Regions from separate parts of the Mus musculus genome. Here regions 2, 3 and 4 are each linked to region 1. The links are chromatin contacts, called in public HiChIP or PLAC-seq maps. All regions are on one chromosome and are shown on one strand. Each heading gives the region's core, a stretch centred on a gene start, on an enhancer-like site or on the middle of the called end of the contact. The rest is flanking DNA. Distances are from core to core; before and after follow the strand shown.

Evidence for each region. HiChIP or PLAC-seq counts read pairs in DNA pulled down with a chosen protein or histone mark.
Region 2: a contact with region 1 is called in an H3K4me3 HiChIP or PLAC-seq map of craniofacial prominence, with 4 times the contacts expected there. The contact joins the enhancer-like site here to the promoter of Runx2 in region 1. A contact is called at or near these places in 4 of 39 promoter capture datasets (cranial neural crest, frontonasal cranial neural crest, maxillary cranial neural crest and 1 more), 12 of 115 datasets of contacts at active chromatin or transcription factors (the NIH/3T3 cell line, craniofacial prominence, embryonic forebrain and 8 more) and 1 of 9 other capture datasets (embryonic stem cells).
Region 3: a contact with region 1 is called in an H3K4me3 HiChIP or PLAC-seq map of embryonic limb bud, with 5 times the contacts expected there. The contact joins the enhancer-like site here to the promoter of Runx2 in region 1. A contact is called at or near these places in 4 of 39 promoter capture datasets (cranial neural crest, frontonasal cranial neural crest, maxillary cranial neural crest and 1 more), 1 of 484 Hi-C or Micro-C datasets (pre-pro-B cells), 12 of 115 datasets of contacts at active chromatin or transcription factors (acute myeloid leukemia, craniofacial prominence, embryonic basal ganglia and 9 more) and 1 of 9 other capture datasets (embryonic stem cells).
Region 4: an H3K4me3 HiChIP or PLAC-seq map of embryonic stem cells shows a contact between it and region 1, with 25 read pairs. The contact joins the promoter of Clic5 here to the promoter of Runx2 in region 1. A contact is called at or near these places in 1 of 484 Hi-C or Micro-C datasets (embryonic stem cells) and 6 of 115 datasets of contacts at active chromatin or transcription factors (craniofacial prominence, embryonic stem cells, pancreatic cancer cells and 1 more).

What each region holds. Positions count from the first base shown.
Region 1 is chr17:44,734,643-44,738,367 of GRCm38.p6, forward strand. Runx2 (runt related transcription factor 2) reads right to left here and starts at 2,006. Exons shown (of 7, transcript NM_001145920.2): 1 at 591-2,006. The coding sequence starts at 992. RefSeq lists a promoter at 1,761-3,725 and a cis regulatory region at 2,897-2,905.
Region 2 is chr17:45,338,552-45,342,276 of GRCm38.p6, forward strand. No RefSeq gene overlaps it. Among named protein-coding and RNA genes, the nearest start is that of Gm35204, 42 kb to the left of the region's middle. Within about 2 kb of position 2,055, at least 29 of the 459 cell types and tissues checked have an H3K27ac peak or open chromatin away from gene starts, as enhancers often do. A contact at or near this core is called in craniofacial prominence and second pharyngeal arch cranial neural crest, where this site is marked.
Region 3 is chr17:45,292,470-45,296,194 of GRCm38.p6, forward strand. No RefSeq gene overlaps it. Among named protein-coding and RNA genes, the nearest start is that of Gm35204, 3.7 kb to the right of the region's middle. Within about 2 kb of position 2,057, at least 18 of the 459 cell types and tissues checked have an H3K27ac peak or open chromatin away from gene starts, as enhancers often do. A contact at or near this core is called in embryonic limb bud and pre-pro-B cells, where this site is marked.
Region 4 is chr17:44,186,674-44,190,398 of GRCm38.p6, forward strand. Clic5 (chloride intracellular channel 5) reads left to right here and starts at 1,899. Exons shown (of 6, transcript NM_172621.2): 1 at 1,899-2,288. The coding sequence starts at 2,226.

The DNA.
Region 1 (3,725 bases), core at 756-3,255:
CTGAGCACTCTCAACCTACGCTCCTCGATTGGCACCTCATCTCGCCCCAGGCGCAAGCGCCCTCCGGTGCTGGCACCCTGCAGGCAACCGGGCCAAGCCGGGGAGCAGCCGGGAGTGCCAAACGGCAACCAATCCGGGAAAGGGACACCTAGTTCGGGGTAGAGGCCTGCGTCTGCAAAGGGGAAAGCGGGAAGGAGCGCACAGAATCCCGGAGAGGAGAGGCCGGGATGCCCGTGTGGAGTGAGGAGACCCCGGGAGAAGGGGGCGGGAGGAAGCTTGCAGCTCACAGTGGGCGCCTCGGGGCGTCTGGGGGCCCAGGAGTCTCACAGCAGGGAAAGAGGCAAGAACCGCGCCTGGAAGACTGAAGGATGAAGAAGCAAGGGAACCTAGGCTTACATGGTAGTGGGCGCACAGGTGAGAAGGGGGATCTGCTCGCGGTGGCCGCTGCGGGGTATGTAGATCAGAGCCACCTCGGTCCCCTGAGTGGAGCCACCAAGGCTGGAGTCTTGGAGGACACCCATGGGCACCGAGACCACGGCGGGAAGGTTCCATGGGGCCGGGCCAGGATCTGGGGGTGACCAGTCTCTTACCTTGAAGGCCACGGGCAGGGTCTTGTTGCACCGCCAGTGCGAGGGCAGCACGGAGCACAGGAAGTTGGGACTGTCGGTGCGGACCAGTTCGGCCGGGTGGTCCGCGATGATCTCCACCATGGTGCGGTTGTCGTGCGGCGGCCTCAATCGGGGCACTGCGGCCGCCGCCGCTGCTGCCGCCGCCGCTGCCGCCGCTGCTGCTGCGGCCGCCTCCTGCTGCTGCTGCTGCTGCTGCTGTTGTTGCTGTTGCTGTTGTTGCTGCTGCTGTTGCTGCTGCTGCTGCTGCTGTTGCTGCTGCTGCGCAGCCACCACCGGGCTCACGTCGCTCATCTTGCCGGGCTGCAGGCTGCTGGAGGGGGGGCTGAAGCGCCGGCTGGTGCTCGGATCTACAGGAATACGCATCACAACAGCCACAAGTTAGCGAAGTGGCCGGGGGAGGGGGAGGAGGGTGGAAATGGGGGGCGAGGAGGAGGAAATCGAGGGGGTGGAGGCGAGACGGGGGCGGAAAGAGGATGGAGGTGACGGGACAGAGGAGGTGAGAAATCAAGTTCGAGGAAGCCGTGTGCCGGGCGGAGTCTGCTGGGGGCCGGCGACTGGAGACCGGACAGAGTCGGGGTAGCGGGTGGGGACACCCGAGAGGCGCGGATCTCCACCGGGAGGCTTGGGAGTCCCTGGCGGTGGCTGCAACGAGCGGGACGCGGGGGCGTGTTTGGCCCAGCCGCCGCAAGGGACTTGAAGTTAACAGCTTGCAGTAGGGGCCCCTTGGGGCACCGTGTCCTGGGTGCGCTGGCGCCCCGCTCCGGGTTCCAGTACGGTAGTGGAGCCCCGCAGGTTCAGCAGTCCATCTCGGCGGTGCGTGTGGCTCCTCGCTGTCCGCCACCGCCAAGCAGAGCGCGGCTGCCCAGCTCGCGGCGCCGTCGCTTGCCCGCGCCGCCTCCTCCGCCTCCTCCTCCGAGGCCGCTGCGCGCTCCCCGCGCCGGCAGCGCGCTCCGAGTCCTCCGGCCGCCGAGTCCTTCCTTTCCCCGGCTTCTCCTCTCGCCCTCTCCTTCGCCGCCGTCTAGCTCGCAGCCTCGTCTCTCCTGCTCTTTGCAAAGTGCCCCGGGCCCCCCTCGCGTTTCAAGGTGCCGGGAGGTAAGTGGGGGCGGGGGGAGAGCGGATCTCGGGGCGACAGATCTGGAGCCTGCGGATCGCAGCCGCTGCCGCCGCCCGCCGGCCGCTAGAAGCGCCGCTGCGCTCGCTCGGCGCCCGAAGCTGTAGGGAGGAGGTCCCCGCCTAGGACATCGCCGCCTGCGTCCTCGGCTCCCCACTTCACCCTCAGGACCGGGAACCACTTCTCGGTCTGACGACGCTAAAGCTGAGAAGCGGGAGAGCCTCAGGCTGCTCCGACTGGCGTTAATTTTTCGTTGTTAACTTCAGGAGAGGAGGAAGGGAAATTCTCAAGTCTCCACGTTGACTTCTGAGCACTCTTCACCCTGCCCCCAACCCCACCCCACATTGGTTGGGGCGGGGGGCAGGTTTTTACAGGCTTCGGGAGTGCCCCCCCTTAGGTGACACCAAAATGGGTGACAGGAGTGTTTGTCAAAATAGTTTTAGAAACTCTAACGGATGTCTGGACACTTTTCTTATATATTCCTTCTTGTCATTATTGGAGAATAAGGATGGGTTGCTTTTTTAATAAAAAGAACTAAAAAATGACAGCTTGGTAATTAAAATAAGTTGTAAGTTGATAAAATGCTTGCTGGGAAAGGGGGAATACACAGCGGTTATCCATTCATTTCCCAATCTTTTATTAAGTGTAGTCTTCGTCTCAGACTAAGTCTAGTGTCTAACTGTCTTTCTAGCCACTCCCCACTTTGGGGGGTTAAAAATAAAAAGTTTAAAAAAAAGTTCAGTAATTATTTATTTATGTTTTTGTTTCCCGGCGTTATGGGGGGAGGCGATTTTGGAATCCCCAAAAGATTGTGGTTGAGAGATGAAGGAGTGCGGGGAGCGGCAGCAGTTTTGTTTTTTTTTTGTTTGTTTTTTTTTTTTTTGTTTGTTTTTTTACCTAAAATGTGGTTTTTGGAGGCTGGGATTTCTAATGATTAGGTTTTTGTGGTTTATATAGACACGACTCAAACTGAGGCGATCATTATACTGATGGGAATCAGAAGCACGTGGGTGTCTCCGACCAGCCTCAAATTCTGAGCCTTCAAAACAAATCAAACAACGTGCGGCGGCGCCCACAGAAGCCGGGAAATCCGCCGGAGGCTGATACACCCCAAGAACCAGGCAGAAGCAATATCGGGCTGGCTCACCTCTCAGCGTGATGTTCTGTTATATGTCTTGCCTAACCTATTATTTTAAAACTTCCAACGCTTCCAAATAGAATCATTTTACCAAAATCCCCGGCGATTCGTAACAAGGTAGTTGACGCAACTGTGATTTGGTGAAATCAATGAAAAATTGGGAGTCGTCCCCTAGGAGGACTAAAGAAGAGGGCTAGCTGGGTAACATTTCTCACCATCCGTCTTATTTAAAGCTCTTCACGTAGCCATTAATTTGGGGCTTTTACTGCTGGGGTGCAAATGCCTTCCAAATTCAGCAAGGGACCTGTCATGACCCTCCCTAGCGCAGTTGCCACTCTCTGACCTTCCCTCCCCGCGCGCCCAGCAGGGCCCAGAAAAGGTACCCGGAGCGCGCAAAAGAGGTTGTTTGCGCCTCTTTGCAACTCGAGACTAGAAAATACAAAAAGTGGATCGCTGTGCTCAGATGGTCTGGGGACCCGTGCTCCTGTGCCTGAGAGGCGCTCTGGGGGTTGAGGAGTGGACAGAGTTGAGTGTGACTGCTTGCTCTCTCACAGGCTAGGGATGATACTGGGGAGCACTCCTGTGCCCTCCCCCTTTGAGTCACTGCTTCTGCCTCCCCTTTCTGCTTGCACCACTTACAACTATGCAAACCCCCCCCCCCCCCGCCGCCGCCGCCGCCGCCCACGTCCCATGTCGGTCTTTCCTTGTCTCTTGCTCTCTTTCCGGATTCTTCCACCAGTCCTCCCTCAGACTTGAGTCACCTCCCTGAGCCACTCAGTCTCCCTCTTCTTCCACTGCCCGCTCCTCTATGCCACTACCTGTGGCGCCCACATCTCCCACCCGACTT
Region 2 (3,725 bases), core at 805-3,304, 600 kb after region 1:
AAACGTGACCCTGAAGGAGACAGTAAGACCCTAGCTCCTTCTCCCCTTTATATTCTGAACAGGGAGAGTCAGCTTTGCTCTGCCACCTGCTCCTACCGTGTCATGTTGCTACAGGCCCAAAAACAAAGGGGCCAACTGGGCTGCAACATTGGAAATCATGAACTGAGAGATACCTTTTCTCTTTGTAAAGGATCGTGTTGGGTGTTGATTATAGTATCGGGAAGCTGGCTGGCATACTCCTCGAGGATGCACAACTGTCCTGGGCTCTGAAGGTTCAGTCAGCAGCCTCCAGCTATGGGCTCCTTCAGATCTGGTTGTGCTGAAGAAAGCTGTCCTTCCCTCAGTCCACACTCTTCCCAAGACAGACTGTGTCTAACTTGAAGACCAATAGAGATATACCAGTCCCACCAGTTTGGCTCATCTTGGTCAGTCGGATGGGCAGAGTTTGCTCAGCTTGCTCAGCAGGACTGAGTGAAGCTTTAAAGGACTCAGGACACAAATAGATCAGGGTCTTCTCTGAGCACCCTGCCTCCTCTGTTCCCAGTCACACAGGTGCTCCTCCTCCAACTTCTCCATGTGTTGACCTAGAAAACATTTTATGTCCCAAACTCCATCTCCGAACTCCAATGTGGCAGGCTGAGTAGAGTCTTCCCCAGAGGAGTAGGGGAGGCTCAAGAATTTCTGCATGCCTAGTCTCTCAAGAGGCCAGGCACGAGCCCCCCCACCAGGGCCTGAGATTAAAGACTCAGAAGTGGATTCAGATGGCCAGGAAATATGGAAACTCCACCCCGAACGTAGTAGCCAGGGATGAGTGGAAATCTACACCGGAGTTAATTTCTTCCAGCTCCTGCAGCCACCATGCCCTGCAGCCACTGTCTGCCCAGCGTGGTCACGGGGCCACTTGGCTATGAGGAGTTTTCCCTACACAAATAGCCCCTGGCTCTGTTATTCTTTGCGGTGTGAAGTGGAAAATTATCTAGATGAGGCTTCGTGTGACGCAGCGAGTGGCCAGAGACGGCTGGAGGAGGTTCTGAGCAGGAGCAAGAAGAGAAAACAGGTTGTCAGGGGAAACAGCAAGGCAGTAGTTATGGAAGACTGTGGAGTGAGACTCTGAGATTCCATCTCCCCAACCTGAATATGGGGGATGGCTTCCATCAAGGGTGTGATGGGGGTCCCAGTATCCAGGGGAGAAAAACACAGCTAACGTGTGATACCCTTCAGAGCCAGGCAGCTCCTATCCAGCCTCGGTTCTGACTACAGGACCTTAGGCAAGTTACGTAATGTCCCCAACCCTCAGCAGGCTAGTTTTGTCTTTGTTGCTGTTATTATTTTCATCATCAAGAGTCATAGTCACTGGGCAAAAGGATGGAAATGCCTTGAAACTGAAGCAAGCAGGGTGAGCAGCCCTCATCTGTTGGCAAGGACCAGCAGAGGCTGGCTGGGCAGTCACGGTAGATAGCAAGCAGAGCCAGAAAGGCATCCTGGGGCGGGCTGGGAGTGGAGAAACAAGCAGAGGCATGAGACACAGGGATGAGACCATAAAGGCCCCAATGGGTGTCACAGGCTTGTGGGGGCAGTTTCCAGTTACAGCCTATGTTCTCTAACCCTGGGAGGGAGAAGGGAACAGCCAAGATGATTGGAACCTGCCAAGGAGACAGAGCCTCAGAGGACATCAAAGCAAGCTTCCCATGACAGTCAGAGCCCAGGGAAGAAGAAGAAAAACCTGAGAGCTGCAGAGATCTATGCTACTGCCCAGAATTTTCTAGGACAAGGTTCTTCCACTCTGGGCTCCTTCAAGATGTGAGGAGCAAATCAAGCCGTGTCCCCTTCACCTGGGTGCTTATGCCTGCACCCTATGTTTCCTCGGCTTCTCCAGAGGACGCACCCCCTCAGAGCCCCATCCTGAGTTCCTCTGCACCTACAATGCACTTCCACTTGCTATCATCCTCAGGACCAAAAGCATTCCACGTGGCAGCCAGCCCTGGGCTGCCCTGGCACAGATGGGGAGGCTGGGAAGGGCCCTTTGCCCTCCCTCTGAGTTCCCAGAGTAATGCACCTGTATTTGCTTTGTGCTGCCCTTCCAAAGGAAAAAACACTAGTAATGGCCAAGCCATAACCGTCACCTTAACTGCTGGGACCTGCACCACCAAGCCCTTCAGCAGTTCCAACCTCCACCCCCAGATCCAGGAGACCATGGAGGTGGGGGGAACTTTGAAATTACAGGGCTATTGGCAAAGCACGGGTACCCCCAAAAGCAGGTTGTGAGTAGCCATATTGGGTAGATCCCCCAAGAAAGGCTTAGGGTCTGCTCAGGGCTTCACTGGGATGGGTGCTCAGCCCACATTACAGGACCTCAGGACCCTTTAATAGACCAAGAAAGCACCTATCACTCTCTCTGTAGAAACATCCCCACCCCCAGGACAGCCCCGTCTGAGCTGGCAATGGCCTGCAAGCCCAATGTTTAACAACCTGTAACCATGGGTCATAAATGCTTTGATACAAGTAAAGCATGGGTGACTCATCAGAGAGACTCACCGTCCTGGGAGGTAAAACACCTTGAGCAGTAGACACTGTCATGTGTTACCCATATGCTCTTCAAGAGATTACCTACTGCACAGTGGGATGGCTAGAAACGGGGGCAGTGGACAGCCACTCCGCTGTCAGCTCCTAGCCAGGGCCTTACTACAGACAGCTGTCTCTATTGTGGTTACATCCTTTCCCAGACAGTCTAATTCCAATGCAATATTTGAGTACCAGGAAGGGCTACCCCAAAGTGGGAAACTCAGGGAGTAACAGCAGCCTGGGACCCTATTGGTTTTCAATTATGCACAGACCCTCTTGTAATAATGCACTAGGCAGCCCCGATCCTTTACCTTTGTGTAATATGGATGTGCATCCTTCTCTAAACAACCTCAGATCCCTCACTCAGGCCTATCCTACCTCAGGCTACAATACATCCCCTCTCTGGACAGCAACGTAAGTTTTCCTGCCCCGAAGAATGACCAAATGTAGAGTTTTTTTTTTTTAATCCTTGTTTAACACATGTGGGACCCTGTGTTTAATCCCTATTATAAAAATCGAACAGGGAAAGGGAGAAAAAGAAAGGTCCTGTGTCTAGAGGGGCCCTTCTTGTTCCCAGAGAGAAAGAATAATGCTGTTGAGACAGAGACGCTAAGACGGGCTCTCCAATTAGATCAGAGCCTTTGGCTCCACCCACGCTTCAGCACAGTTGTACATTCATTTCTGCAGATTTGTCTCTTTGTTCCCGAAGGATCCTGTGCTGTGTGACCCTAGGCTAATAATGCAGTCTATTTGTTGATCTGCTTCTTGCTACCAGGGTCTCGGGAACTTCACAGTGGACTAAGATATTGGTGTCCTCCTTATAAAAAGTTGGGAGAAGAGTGTCTGTCATTCTAGTATCTCAGGGTTGCTACTGATTGGCAGATTTCAGGAGTAGGACTGATATTGGCAGATACTGTGTGGCAGTGGGTACCAAACAGTAGCATTTAGGAAAGAATATACTTTCAATGGAGAGAGAATGTTAGATGCTAACAGTCCTGGGGCTTTGTAGGTCTCTTGCATGCCACACGGGCTTTCTCAGTTTTTGTATTGCACAGGTTTTCTAACAGAAGCTCGGACTCCCGAGATGGGAGGGGGCACAGCAGCCTTTCTCTTTGTCAGAAAATTGCTATGCTAATTTTGTGGTTCCCACGTCAAGTCTTCTG
Region 3 (3,725 bases), core at 807-3,306, 560 kb after region 1:
TTCTTTTGACAGGAACCTCCTTGATCTTAACACATTTCCTCCATGGATATTTCTATCCCAAGCCAAAGGATAGCTGGTCATGTTGGAGCTCTTAAAATTACATCCTGTGTAAGTGGGCACTTTCTCTGCTGACCCACAAAGCAGAGGACAGAGGCCAAACCCATCACCAGCTGAAAAGTGGTACCCATGGGGCCGTGAATCGTGTTCTCTGGTTTTGTTTGTGACTTGAACACAGCCCAACAGCTTGAAGACAGACCTACTGTCAGCCCTGGGGCTGGAGTCTGTGGGACAGTTCCCACCAGCCAGCCCATCAGAAATGACAGACAGTAGCCCAATACAAAGGGACTGTCAGTGACGCAAAGGGTGTCTTTTGGGGGTCAAAGCACATGCCTGCTTAGAGGCACCATGTTCCTTGGAAAGCCTAAAAGGAAGGGAGACAAAGAAAACTCAACGTGAAGAGCTCGGTATCTGCTGGACGCTGACAAGCAAGGACAGATTCTCCTGTCCCCTGCATCTTGCCATCCTCACAGCTGTTTTCATTTTTGCCAGATGTGCTGGAATGCAAACGCTGATTAGAACCTGAGCCTGAGTTTGAGGCTTCAAACAGGACTTGCCCTCTCTAATTAGGGGACTGCAGCTCAGCAGCTGCTCAGCAAGTACCATGTGGTCACCACTTGCCTGGCTGCAAATACATCCAAGGACTCCACCTCCCTGCCTCGAGTAGACACTGCCAAGACTAGGCATTGCCTCCTACACCAGCGTCCCAAAGTCCTGCCTCCCAGGACCGTTGACCATCACCCTGCACCCTGGCACTAGAACACCTCAGCTCATCTGGGAGCTGATTCCCCTAAATTCAAGGACCTTCCTGAACCTTGTTGCATCTCTCCAACCTTTCCAGGAAGAAAGGCTATGTGCATGTGCGTGTGTACGCATGCGCGTGTGTTTGTGCGTGCATGTGTGTGCGTGTGTGTGTGTGTGTATGTAGGTATATACATATGCATATGGATGTCCTACACATATATGTATGTGTGTATGTATATATGTATACACGTATATCATATATGCATATATATGTGTGTGTGTGTGTGTGTGTGTGTGTATGTATGTATGTATATCATGTATGTTCACCATCACACTTAATTTCCACAGAGAAAAAGGTCGTTCTCTTCCCTTGGCACAGGGCTAAGATACAGAGGTCAGAGTTATGACCAAAATGTTCCACAGTAGTGACAGAGGTTCTCTTGGGCCTTGAGCAAGTGAAGCAATACGTGCAGGAAGAAACCCATGAGAGAAACCAGAAGGCCCCAGAGAATTACAGAAACCTTCACAGTGTCTTGGAATCTGCAGACTAGCTGGGCTTTCCTGCCCAGCCAAGGTCCTGTGTACTGCATCCAGGTAGCCATCTTGGGCTACATTAAGTAAAGAGCTACAGTGATCTGCATGGGGTCACCAAGTATTGGAACTAGTCACCCCAACCGCCATGGGGCTGGCCTCAGGCTGTTTCCTCTGAGTTGGGTAGCTAAGGTCCCTCATGAAGATGGAGGCATTTTGGGACCTTGTTCCTCCTCGACAGGCCTGTAAGATGTTCCCACTCCTGATTCTCCCACAGTGTCCCATCTTGGCCTGGGTTCTAATCCCCTTTTCAGTACATTTCATCCCTAACCTTGAATTTTCTAAGGTCTTTTTTCCATATTATAATAGTAATCATATTTTGATTTAAAAACAACAACAACAACATCAGGACACTGGCAACCTCTAGAGATGCAAGGGGAACTTGGAACAGCATCTCAGATGGTGGTGCAAACAAGGAACGTGTGTGCTTTGGCATTTCTCAATGCATGCCATTTATCTCAGTAAAATGTGATTTTGAAGCTGAGGACATTGCCCTCCACTGAGTTGGCTAAAGACTGCAGTGAGTGGAGATCCTGCAGGAAGAGAAATCTGCCTTCCGCTGTGCCCCCCCACGCCCACCACCGCTGTGCCCTCCTGTGGCTGGTGCACCTGCTCCCACGGCTCGGGACCAGGCTCCTATCTGGAGGTCCCACTTTCTTCTCCTCCCTGGCCACTCCTCGAAGTTTCTCTTCCCCTGCCTGCCCTCAGATCTCCCCACAGCCCACAGCCCTTCATACGGGCCTCTTCTATTCTATCTTTGACCAAAGTTGCTGACTTTCGGTTCTTGGTATTCAGATGTAGTTCTCTCTCTCTCTCTCTCTCTCTCTCCCTCTCTCTCTCTCTCTGCCTCCAAAACCCCTTTCTGGGTGTTGGTGACAGTCCATCTTAAGGCCACATGAGGTTGATATGACTGAACCTTGGCTCAGAAGGAGATGGGGGCGTTGGAGGGACCAGGACTTGAACCGATGGAGTGGCAGGGGAACAGTCAAGGTCACAGAATTGTGCGATGGGGGAGTGTTTGAAATAAGTGAAATTCCAATAAAAAGCCAGTGTGTGTGTGTGTGTGTGTGTGTGTGTGTGTGTGTGTGTGTGTACTGTTATCTGATTGTAAATTCCACATTGAAAAATCCAGACAACTCCAGAAAAGGGAGAAATGAGGGTCCCATCGTCCTGCCCCACCTGACACCCACAGCTGCTTGTTGTTCTGAGGCTGTAGACTGGGATATAAATAGATTAGCAGATGGCACACGGTGGGGGGGGGGGGGCACAGAAGTGGTCCGCAGGATGTAAGTAAGCGGTTTTTCAAGTCATGGATTTAAAAGCCAGGGTTATTCAACCTTTAGGGATGCTGAGACAGGAGGATGAGGAGTTCAGGGTTATCCTCAGCTACTTAGTAAGTTCAAGGCTATCCTGTGGTACATGAGACCCTGGCTCAAAACAGGAAAATTATTTGTATTGCTTTAAATATCTTTAGGACATGTTAATTGTACAAAGTGAGTGTTTTCGATGTGGCATGTCCACTCACGCACTATAGTCTGCTTTTACCCCCTGACCCCTCGCCACTGGCTTTTCCTTCCTCTCTCCTCGGCCCTAGTCAGTTCGTCTTTGATATTAAGAGTTTGAAATCTAACAGAAATTTTGTACCTATTATAGCCAATGTCAGTTTGAAATAATGGAGAAAACATGGGATTTGAGAAATAAATTAATATCATCAAAATTTTCAACTATATGAAAAAAATCCCAGGTCTGCATCCTGTCAGCAACCTGGCTGAAAGTAACATGGACTCAATTAGAAAACTCAACAACCATCAAAGAGGGAGATAAAACTGTTAAAGTGTTAAAGAAAGGAGGGGGGAGAGTGGTGAGAAGGGAGGGAGAAGGAGAGAAGGAAAAGGAGGAGGGATGGGGAAGAGGTTGGGAGAAGGAGGGAAGGGAGGAGAGAGAGAGAAGGAGAGAGAGAAAAGGAGGGAGGGGGAGGAGGGAGAGAGGGGAAGGAGGGAGGGGAAAGGAGAGAAGAAGAGGGAGGGAGGGGGAGGACGAGAGAGGGAGGAGGGAGGAAGGGAAACTTTTTACAACCTTATGGGCTGAGGGTGGCCCAGCTGAGCGGGTCTGCCACACAGACACAAAGTTGGGCCTTCAGCACCTATGTAAAAATCCAGGAAGAGCAGCTGGCACCTGAGATCCCAGCACTGGGGAGGCAGAGACAGCAGGCAGGAGGATCCCTGCGGTTTGCTGAGTCATGAACTCCAGGGTTAGTGAGAGACTCTGCCTTGAAAGAAAGTGGAGAAGAAACTGAGAAAGACACCCTAAAGCAAGCATGAGTCTCTGACTTC
Region 4 (3,725 bases), core at 649-3,148, 550 kb before region 1:
TTCCTCCCTTCTGTTACTGCCTCACTGAAGTGGATTTTAATTTCAAAGATTACAACCAGACCTGCACTTCTCTCAGTGTAGTGTTCACAAAGTGAAAAAAAAAATCAGTTAGTTGAGTTAGTTGAGTAGTTGCTGAAGTATCAATTATCTGTATCCAAATTCTGACTCTACCATTTCCTGGGTTGAGGAATAGAGTCAAGTTTCTTAAGTACTCCATGCTTCAGTTTCTTTACTTTTATAAAGCCAGGCTAATAGCACCATTTAAAATGATTAAAACACCTTTGATTGCTTTCTCTATTTTGTATGGACACAAGGTCTTTCACCTGAACCCAGAATCTGCTTAGTCTCCACCTCCAGAGGCCTGGGAGCCGAGCCAAGCCACCAAGCCTGCCCAATTGAGTTGATGGAGTTCCCAGCTCAAGGCCTCTTGCTTGCCTGACATGCACTTCACATCCGGAGCATCTCCCCAGCTCTGCAACTACTTGTAAAAAAGAAATAAGAGGTGGGAATGTGGGGGCAGGGGAGGAAAGAACTTCAGAAAAGCATGAGAGAATATTTATCAAGAACCTTCTTATATTCCGTGATTTAACAACACCTCTACCAAAGTCTATATCTATGGGAAATGTGTCCAATGCCATTATGGTTGAAAGAAACCAGCGTTAGTAGCTTCAACCTACCAACCCTAACTCTCACTTTAGACTATTTCAAGTCTGAGTCATGGTTACCTTGGGTGAGTGGAAAAGCAGAAGAAAAAAAAAAGAGCAAGAAGTCAATATTTTATTCCTTCATCTAGTGCTGGTAGCAGCTGGTGAAAATACATTGAGCTATGCTTACAGGATGTGAGCACAGTATATCTGTATCATAGTTCTGAAAGAAAGAAGGAAAGAAAGGAAGAAAGGGAAAGAGGAAGAGGAAGAGAAAGAGAAAGAGAAAGAAAGAGGAAGAGGAAGAGGAAGAGAAAGAGAAAGAGAAAGAGAAAGAGAAAGAGAAAGAGAAAGAGAAAGAGAAAGAGAAAGAGAAAGAGAAAGAGAAAGAGAAAGAGAAAGAGAAAGCTGGATGTGGTGACCTACACCTGTAAGCAGCACTTAGAAGGTTTTGAGATAGGAGAATGAGGAATTCCAAACCAGTCTCAGTTACATAGTGAGTTTAAGGCCAAAGCCAGCCTATGCTATAGAATTCTCTCTCTCTCTCTCTCTCTCTCTCTCTCTCTCTCTCTCTCTCTGTCTCTGTCTCTCTCTCTCTGAGAGAGAGAGAGAGAGACAGAGACAGAGACAGAATCAGAGACAGAATCAGAGACAGAATCAGAGACAGAATCAGAGACAGAGGCAGAGAGAGAAGGAGGAGCAGGACCAGGAAGAGGAGAAGGAGGTGAGGGGAGACAGGGAGGAGGGAGAGAGAGAGAATAAGAAAGCAGAGGAGAATAAAACCAAGCAAGGGAATGAAAACCCCACAAAGTTGAAAGCTGCAGATCTCTGACTCCAGCACCTTACTGGTTGGCTCACCCCTCAGCCTCTCCCCTGCTCCTGGCCCACTCCCTCTCCACTTGCACAGAGCAAAAATGGCAAGCTCAGCGAATTCAGGATCTTTTCTTCGCTCCACGCTATTGTAAGTGCGTGATTTTGATGGACTAACTGAACCTCTTCATTAAAAAACAAAAATTTAAAAATAAAAAAAAAAAACAAACCTTGAAAATCATCTTCTGTACACCACTCTTTCTGTCCCTCATGACCTTCAGAACATTCTTAGCTCTGTCTGAGCTCGTACACTGAGGGGTCTCCTATGTGACTGGGCCCAACGAATGCTGAGTTCCCAGGGTGTCCCCCTCCCTCCAGTCCCCGCCCGGACTGACCCCGCCCCGCGGCCGTGGTCTATTTTGGGCGCACCCGCGGCAGCGGCGCGGGATCGCTGACAGTCTCGGATCCTGTGACACCTCCCAGCAGTCAGGCACTTGTTGCTCTTGGGACCTGTTGTCAATCCCTTAGCTCGCTTTTCCTTTTAGCCCCCTGCTGGCTCTTGGAGTCCTCTCTTTCCGCGTGACACCTGGGACTCTGATCTCTCAGGCATCGCTGTCCTTGCTTGGAGAAATTGATGAGAAACTGGTAGTCTTAAAAAAAGAAAACATTAAACACCGTGCAAAAGAGAGGCCCCCGCTGTGAGCAGGAGCCTGAAGTGCTGCAGAGGTGGCGCCTCTCCGGCCCGGGACCGTGGTCCGGGGCGCCAACGGCATGACGGACTCAGCGACAACTAATGGGGACGACAGGGACCCCGAGATCGAGCTCTTCGTGAAGGTAGGTCGGCATTCGCGGGCCTCCTCCCGGGCTGGAGATGAGGAGATCTCAAGTGTCAGGACGCAGGTCCCTCTGGGACTTGAGACCCTCCCTAGGGAGCACAGTCCAGCGCCCTCCTGGTCCTGCCGGTGGCCTTTCTGCCAGGGGCTTCCGGAGAAGGGTGTGAGTTTCGATCTGGCAGGTGGCTGTCTTCTTGAAGAGTTAACCCGTAGTCTACCAAACATTGTAGGACAGGTTGCCGTCCCTCATCCTGAGCTCGGAGGGAAGAGCAGATCCTGAGCTCCAAGGGAAGGGATCTTGGCCAAGTTGAAAGATGTCTCCAGATATAGGGACAGGGGAATCTGGCTAGACTAGTAAACTTTTCTTCTTTAGCGGAGGGGGGGGGGGAGGGAGGGAGGGAGGAAGGGAGGGAGAGAGGGAGGGAGAGAGAGAGAGAGAGAGAGAGAGAGAGAGAGAGAGAGAGAGAGAGAGAGAGAGAGAGAGATCCTCTTTGGCACAACAAAAACAGCATTTTCTAGTACCCACCCTCTCTTGTTTTACTCAGAAACACTAAAATAAAAGCGAAGGCCACAAAGCTATTTTCTTGCTTTGTGACTTGTAGAGGAGAGAAAAAAATGAACACCCAGTTCCCTGCTGTTATTATCACTGTCATTATGACTCTACAGGACCGTCTCAGGTAACCAGGGGACCTGTCAGTTTCGACTTGGGCTGCAAAGCAACAGCTTCTTGCAGAACCAAATTAAGCGCCCCCCTGCTTCTTGGGCGCTCCCCTGAGCAGTAGCAGACACCAGACAGCAGCTCTAATGTTTTTTCTTTTGCAAGCTGCGGGAGACTGGAGGCCGGGTCCGCAGGTGTAGGCAGAAACATTTGATCAGCCCTCCTTGCTGGGACACTGCAGAAGCAGAACCCGGGAAACCTGAGGCGGAGGAAAGCAGCCCTGGGCTGGGCTGCAGAGTCGCCAGGACCTTGGGGGAGGGGCGAACTCTACTGCCTGATTACCTAGGGCTTTCACAAATGGGAATAAAATCCTCTAGTGCTGTTTTCCAAGAATAGAGTGCAGAGCGCTGAAAACACACTGGGTCTAAAGGTCGTGCACATAACCTGGAAGCAGAAAGGTGTTAATTTGCTTAAACCACCTGTTTCTAAACGAGTTGAATAGACTTCAGCAGAAGGGTTTAAGTTTGTGTAAACCCGAATAACAATCTTCTCTTCTCTGACACTTTTGAAACACACACACACACACACACACACACACACACACACACACACACACACACAATTCAATATACATATTGAAAGTTTAATATAGATAATCTGTTGCAACCTATTTTATGTCTACAAAGTGATGTTGCTAATCTCCAGGCAGCAGTTTTGGGTGTGCTGGCAGACCTAGGTAAGAACAAGGCTAGATCGCCTCCCAGTCTGAGCAGGATGGGG